Regions from separate parts of the Pan troglodytes genome. Here region 2 is linked to region 1. The links are chromatin contacts, called in public Hi-C maps. All regions are on one chromosome and are shown on one strand. Each heading gives the region's core, a stretch centred on a gene start, on an enhancer-like site or on the middle of the called end of the contact. The rest is flanking DNA. Distances are from core to core; before and after follow the strand shown.

What was found. A called contact is a pair of places that touch in the nucleus more often than the background predicts.
Region 2: a contact with region 1 is called in a Hi-C map of stem cell-derived neural progenitor cells, with 2.7 times the contacts expected there. The contact joins two enhancer-like sites. A contact is called at or near these places in 2 of 7 Hi-C or Micro-C datasets (induced pluripotent stem cells and stem cell-derived neural progenitor cells).

What each region holds. Positions count from the first base shown.
Region 1 is chr6:22,780,367-22,783,598 of NHGRI_mPanTro3-v2.0_pri, reverse strand. No RefSeq gene overlaps it. Among named protein-coding and RNA genes, the nearest start is that of AGR3, 100 kb to the right of the region's middle. Within about 2 kb of position 1,523, at least 3 of the 24 cell types and tissues checked have an H3K27ac peak or open chromatin away from gene starts, as enhancers often do. A contact at or near this core is called in stem cell-derived neural progenitor cells, where this site is marked.
Region 2 is chr6:23,324,673-23,328,354 of NHGRI_mPanTro3-v2.0_pri, reverse strand. No RefSeq gene overlaps it. Among named protein-coding and RNA genes, the nearest start is that of AHR, 230 kb to the right of the region's middle. Within about 2 kb of position 1,649, at least 2 of the 24 cell types and tissues checked have an H3K27ac peak or open chromatin away from gene starts, as enhancers often do. A contact at or near this core is called in stem cell-derived neural progenitor cells, where this site is marked.

The sequences.
Region 1 (3,232 bases), core at 274-2,773:
CTCTCTGGCTTCAGTCCATTTCAGCCCTTATTGAGTTTCTACCACTTTGAGAGTCAATGGAGGGAGGGAAGAATGAATTAGAGTCTGTTTACCCTTATCTGATATGGGCTCTGAAATGTTACTCACACCTGGGTACCTGTTCATAATGCTGGAAAGGTCTGTCTCCTTTTTCCTAGGTGATGCAACTAGCCCTTTTTCTTGCAAAAAGAGAGGCTCATATTAACTCATATCTAGTTAAGAATTCATTCCAAGAACATGAGATAGAAGGAAAAGTTGAGATCGATTCATCAAGCCCAGAGTTTAGAAGAAATTTCCAATTGATTTGAGTTTCTTTCACAGATAGTTTTGTTTTGTTTATTGTTTTTTGTTTTGTTTTGTTTTTTGAGATGGAGTCTCACTGTCACCAGGCTGGAGTACAGTGGCGTGATCTAGGCTCACTGCAACCTCCGCCTCCAGGGTTCAAGTGATTCTCCTGCCTCAGCCTCCCAAGTAGCTGGTACTACAGGTGGCACACACCACCACGCCCAGCTAATTTTTGTATTTTTAGTGCAGACGGAGTTTCACCATGTTGGCCAGCCTGGTCTCGATCTCTTGACCTCATGATCCACCTGCCTCAGCCTCCCAAAGTGCTGGATTACAGGTGTGAGCCATGCCACCCAGCCCATAGGTAGGTTTTTTAAATGTATCTTTAAAAATCTGAGATTCTTTATAGCATAGTACCTTTTATAGTAAAGAAACTTTTATCTGAAGTGTAGCATTTTCTTCAGTTCCCTTCATTTCTTTCTTCTGTTAAATTGTAGTAAAATTAAATGTAAACTCATTATTTTAAAATAGCACTATAGTATGATCACATTTTTATAGCAATGTCTCTGCCCATCTGCCTACCCAACTATCCAAATATATATATATATTTTTTTACATCTTCAAACTTGAATAGGGTTTTGGGTTTTCCTTGGTTTTTTATTTAGGATGATTTTTATTTATTTATTGATACCTTGCTATTCTCAAATTTCTATTCAAAATACAGCTGTTTCATTTTTTAAAGACAAGCAAAAAAAAAATGTAAAATTTTTAAAAATCCTTGTAAAGACATCAAACTATGTAAGGACTCTTTGGAAAATGTGTCCCTAGATTGCTGGTTCAAGGGCTGCAATATTGAGTGTAGATGTGGGTCTCTAGAAAGGTAGAACTAGCATAAAACCATTTTGAGAGAAGCGGCCACCCTCTCTTCAGATTACGTCATTACACTTAGCACACACCAGTCTCAAACATGAGGACTCTCAGGCATTAACCCGTAACTACTGTCAAGCAATCTTTTCTATACATGGCCTAGACTATGTTCCTAGTTTTTCCCTTTTAAAGTCCTCTCCACAAATAAAAACAAAAGGCTTTGTACACTACCCACTTATTAATTCCTACATGTCAAACAACAGTTTACTCTCCTAAATGCGTGATGAACTAATCTCACAAGACACTGGGTAGCTGTGTCCAGCCTATTGCTATGGCACCCAAGAGACAAAGATTTCTGAGGTTGTCAGTGGTAACGGATATAGCAACAAATAGAAAGCACTTTAGTACTATACTGAGACTTTGAGACAACCAATAGAAAAAGCAGTTAGAAATTCAGACAAGCCTGGAAGCAAGGTGAAGAAATCCTCAGAGAACTATGTAGAAAAACAGAGGCTATAATTACAGAATAAAAGGGCTTTTTTTTTGGATCATATTTTATTACCACCCCAAATGAAGCTCATAAAAATACAGAAATTTAGAGAAAGTACACAAGCTTAAAGTGTGAAGAAGTGGCAGTATCTATATAATATTACTATATAATCAGGAGGTAATTGTGGGAATCCTTAAATTTAGAAACTTATTTTGTTAATTCTGAAGATATTTTATTTGAGTGGCTTTCCAGAATTAAAAAAGAATAATAATTAGGAAAAATTGTGGTAAGAAGTGATAAAGAAAAAATATTGGTAAATATTTTATTCACTGGGTTACATTATGAAATTTTTCAAAGAGAAACAAACGTATGTCTGGATTCTGTACTAATAGAACCAAGTCTTGAATCACAGCAACATAAACCAACACCTGAGGACCAAACTATCTTTATAGAGAAGTAGCAGAAAACATGAGACAAAATCTGGATAGAGAAGTCAGATCATATGTTACACTCCAAATAAGAGTCTATTTTCAATGACCAAAAATAAGAAATAGAATAAAGTGATATGATTCTTAAAACACCGTTAAGCTCTACAGAAAGAGCACCCAATATATTAATGGACTGTTGATTTTAGAACAAACAATTGTTGAAGTCTCCATCTATACAACACACAACTGTCCACAACAGGTACTGCCACCTATTTAATAGTATTAAAAATATGTTGGGTACCTGTCTACTTTGAGCTAGCTCTAAGAAAATTACCCAAAGCCACAGGGCATTCTCTTCCAGTTGCCCAACCTGTTTAAAAGTGGCTGTGAGCAGGTGGGGATAAAATTATGCTCTTACTGAACTCATGCCTCTGCATTTCCAACCCAAGTATGATTTCAAAGCATGTGAGAGTTTGTATCTTTCATTTGCTCTCCTCCCCAGATAATTAAGATTTCGTTATATTTAGGAAAACTGCCTCCTTGGTCCCTTGTAAATTCCAGGAACTCTAATTTAAGATCAAACCTCTAAGGAAAAGTCCACTCATTTGTAAAGTCTTTTTTGTGTGTATGTCTTTGATAAAAAGTCTAATTGGCTCCATTTCTTTTTGAACATTTTGTTTATCCACCTAATTATCCTGGGAAAACTGACATGTTTACCAAGTTAAACTAAACAATTACACAGTAGAACAGACCCATAAAACAAGGACCTCAGGAGGAGCTGCGGATCTATTGGCAACTGGTTTGAGTTTGTCTTATTTTAAAAACGTATCATATTCAGAGAATTAAATTCTCATAAAGGAAAGAGTACATCGTTAAGTGCAGCTATTAAGGCAAAGTTTGTTTTATGAAGTACGTGATCATGGTAGGTCCATGTAAATCACCATAATTAAAATGCAGTAGGCATTCATGTATTTAACAACATTTACAAGCTTGTTTTAATCTATCTTCTTTGAATTCAATCAGCAATTTATCTTTTAGATAGTTGATGCCCAGACTTGCTGCAGCATAGTGTCCTCTGCTGGTCACACTGAAACACTGCACCATGAGGAAAACAGAAAGGAAGGTTCAAAAAAAAAAAAAAAAG
Region 2 (3,682 bases), core at 400-2,899, 540 kb before region 1:
GATGTGCCTCTGGATCTTCCAGGGCTAGATGGGACAGAGGATTAAGACCTATTAAGACCTAGAAGACAAAAAGAGTCTCATGTACTTAGCTGGTACTGTTTGTAGAGCTTACTTGGCTGTCATGGGCTCTCTGTCATGGCAGGCTCTTTCTTTAATAGGGCACTATTGTGGGTTTCCTGGTCAATTCCTTGCTGCAGGAGTTGCACTTTCTGGTGAACCCATTTCCTTCTGCTCTTTTTGCCTGTTGTAGTTATACCTGCCACCCCACAGTTTTACTTGCACTGGGATCACTCAGATGTGCAAACAGCTTGTCTGAGTGAACTTCTTTCAAGGTTACTCAATCCCAGTGGTCTTCTATAGTCTTCCAACACTGGGAATACGGGCCACTTTTGAGGAGTTCATCATTTTATCTAATTGTTACATCTTGGAACAGGTTCAGCTTCTATACCTCAGGAAGTATGATGGTAGCAGGGGGGCGTGTGTGAGAGTGATTTTGGTGAGAGAGACTTGAGCAGTTTCTGCTCATCCAGTCATGGCCTGTAAAAGGCAACATTTATGCTGGTGGAATGAGGCATAGGCCAGCTGAAGACATTTACATTGTTGTAGTTCAGTATTAAACCCAAATAGCCAGATGAAAATTTCTAAACATTTGAAGATGACTTTTGGAGACAAACTGATGTATTTTAAGATTCAAATGAATCTGAGACGATGTCCACTAACTACCATTCAGAATCCACACAGGGGTTCCTGACTGGACCAGTGAGAGTGTTTTGGTTACAAAGGAGGGTTGAGAATGTTTTTATCTGAATGTGCCTGTAGGTGTCACCAAAGTAAATGACTCCTTTACCCTTGGTTTGATAACGGGGGCAAAAAAGTAAAGTAAAAAAATGATATTTTGTAAAGCCTACAGGGGTAAAAAAGTAAAGTAAAAAATGATATTTTGTAAAGTCTGTCTATGTTGTTACATTGACAACACAGAATAGCAGCAACAAGGTCATTCACAGTAAGTCTGCAAATTCTCCTTCGATTTTGCAATTACGATTTATCTTAGATAATGAAAGTGTACTTGGCAAGGGAACAGTCTTCAGTGTATAGCAAGCAAGGAAAACTCCTTTCTCCTCCCCAACAGACACGCCTCCTTCAAGACAGGAGAAGTTTCTTCTTTACCTGATTCTAGTCACTCATTAGACACACTGTCTTTAGGCAAGGAATACTGATGCCTCATGAAAGAAAAAAAATTACATGGGCATTGGTAGTTAAAGAAGAAAAAAAGTGAAGACAACATTTAAAAAAATGATTGGGAAACATTCAATTCCAAAAGTATTTAAATTTTTTTCCTCTGTACTTTTTTTTTAAACTATAAATTTTGATTCTTTAGAAAAAAAATCAAAAAATATTTTTTCTTCAGAAAAAAAATCCTTCCTTTTAAGGAAGGAAAATCCACTGCAAAATGATCAGCTAGAAACTCTTATCTCTGAGCTTTCACAGCCAGGGAGGGTAGGTGATGTTACCCAGAAAGTACTTGGACTTGGCACTTGTATTTCAGTACTGTGAAGGATGTTTCCAGCTGGGCTCACATTCTGTACGTCATTCTTCTCACCAAGAGGCTAAAACAGCATTTCATCACAGAATGGCCAAGACCGAGACCCACTGAAAGAAGAATGCTCAACAAAAAGGAATTTACACAGCTCCAGTGCCATGTTAACAGAGTGTGAACAGCCTTTCTTATGTTAGCAAGAATTTTGTAGGCCTAATGAGAAAAAGAATCCTCTCTAGAAACTTCTGGTATTTAAAGTGAAATCTAAGCAATTGAAAGACACAGAGAATAAAGTCTCTGGAAATGTTATTTGTCAGTGAAACATGGCTCAGGACAAGAAAGACATAAAATACTGAGAATTATCAGCAGAACGTAGAAGAAAAAAAAATTCAGACAAGGACAGACTATACTTGTTATTCTAGAATAAGTACTACATATTGTGTGAGGAAGAATTGAAAGTTGACTGTAAGTCTTCATTGTATATGCTTTGTGATAAATAAGCATATGCGAATACTAAGAGTAATCTTAGGTATTTCAAAGTAATATCTTCAGATTCTAAGTAAGGATTTAAGCATTTTCTACTGACTTTTTTTACCTATAAAGCCCTATGCCTTTCTGGTATTATTACCTATAGATACATAGTACAGTCATAATTCTGTTGTCCAGATTGAAAAAAAAACAAAGTAAACAGCATCTTTTACAAAGTTCTGTCATAATGAGACTTATTTATGTTTGGAACATTTTTTTTCTCTTTGGTAATGTTGCTCAAAAAATTATTCCACTCAGTATATACAGTAAAAAGTTTTAAATGTGCTTTAAAAATATTTCTTAAAGTTAAAGATAGAATTACCACATGGCCCAGCAATTTAACTCCTAGGTGGCATATACCCAAGGGAAATTAAAAAAAAAACATATGTCCACACAAAAACTTGTGCACAAATGTTTAAAGCAACATCATTCATAGTAACCAAAAGATGGAAAAAACCCAAGTATCCATCAACAAATGAATGGATAAATAAAAGGTAGTATATTCATATAAGGAAATATTATATGACAATAAAAAGGAATGTGGTGCTGATACTTGCCACAACATGGATGGATTTTGAAAACATTATACTAAGCGAAATAAAAAGCTGATCAAAAATGACCACATATTATATGATTCTATTGAGATGAACTTTCCAGACTAGGCAAGTCAATAGAGACAGAGATGGCTGACAGGGATGGGGCGGTCTGGGGAGTGGGAAAGGAGATTAGGAGGTGACTGCTAATAGATATGGGAGTGACTTTTGGGGGTGATGAAAACATTCTGGAATTAGATAATGGTGATGATTGCACAGCGTTGTGAATATACTTAAAAACTACTGAGTTGTGTCCTTCAAAGGGGTAAATTTTATGGTATGTGAATTCTATCTCAATTTAAAAAGATGGATTGTTTGTTGGACATGATGAATTCAGTTTGAATTTCCTTCATTAATGCTTCCATGAAGAGAAAGTTTCTCATTTGATCAATTAAAGAGTGAAAGGGTAGTCATAGGACTGTACCTCTGTTTTACTTGTAGGGATAGAGAAAAATGTCTAGGAGACATGTATTATACTGGGGTAGACAGATGGATGTAGTCTTTTATTAGTCACTCTGAAGACCTTTTTCCACTGTGCAGCCTGTCAGTGAATACAAATAAGTCATTGCCTAAGGTAAATGAATCACATTAAATTCAGGGGGTGAGGAATCCTAAAATAAACAGTGGATTTATATTAAAAATAACACATTTGGCCAGGCACAGTGGTCCACACCTGTAATCCCAGTATTTTGCAAGGCTGAGGTGGGCAGATCACTTGAGCCTAGGAGTTCGAGACTGGCCTGGGCAACATGGCAAAACTCTGTCTCTACGAAAAAAATACAAAAATTAGCTGGGTGTGGTGGCACACACTTGTGGTCTCAGCTACTTGGGAGGTTGAGATGGGAGGATTGCCTGATCCCAGGAGGTTGAGGCTGCAGTGAGCAGTGATCACACCACTACATTCCAGCCTGGGTGACAGAATGAGACCCTGTCTCAAAAAATAAAGAGAAAAGTAAAAATAACACATTTGCAGAGTTTTGTGTGTATATGCATAGATATTATACAGGAAACCAATTTAAAATTT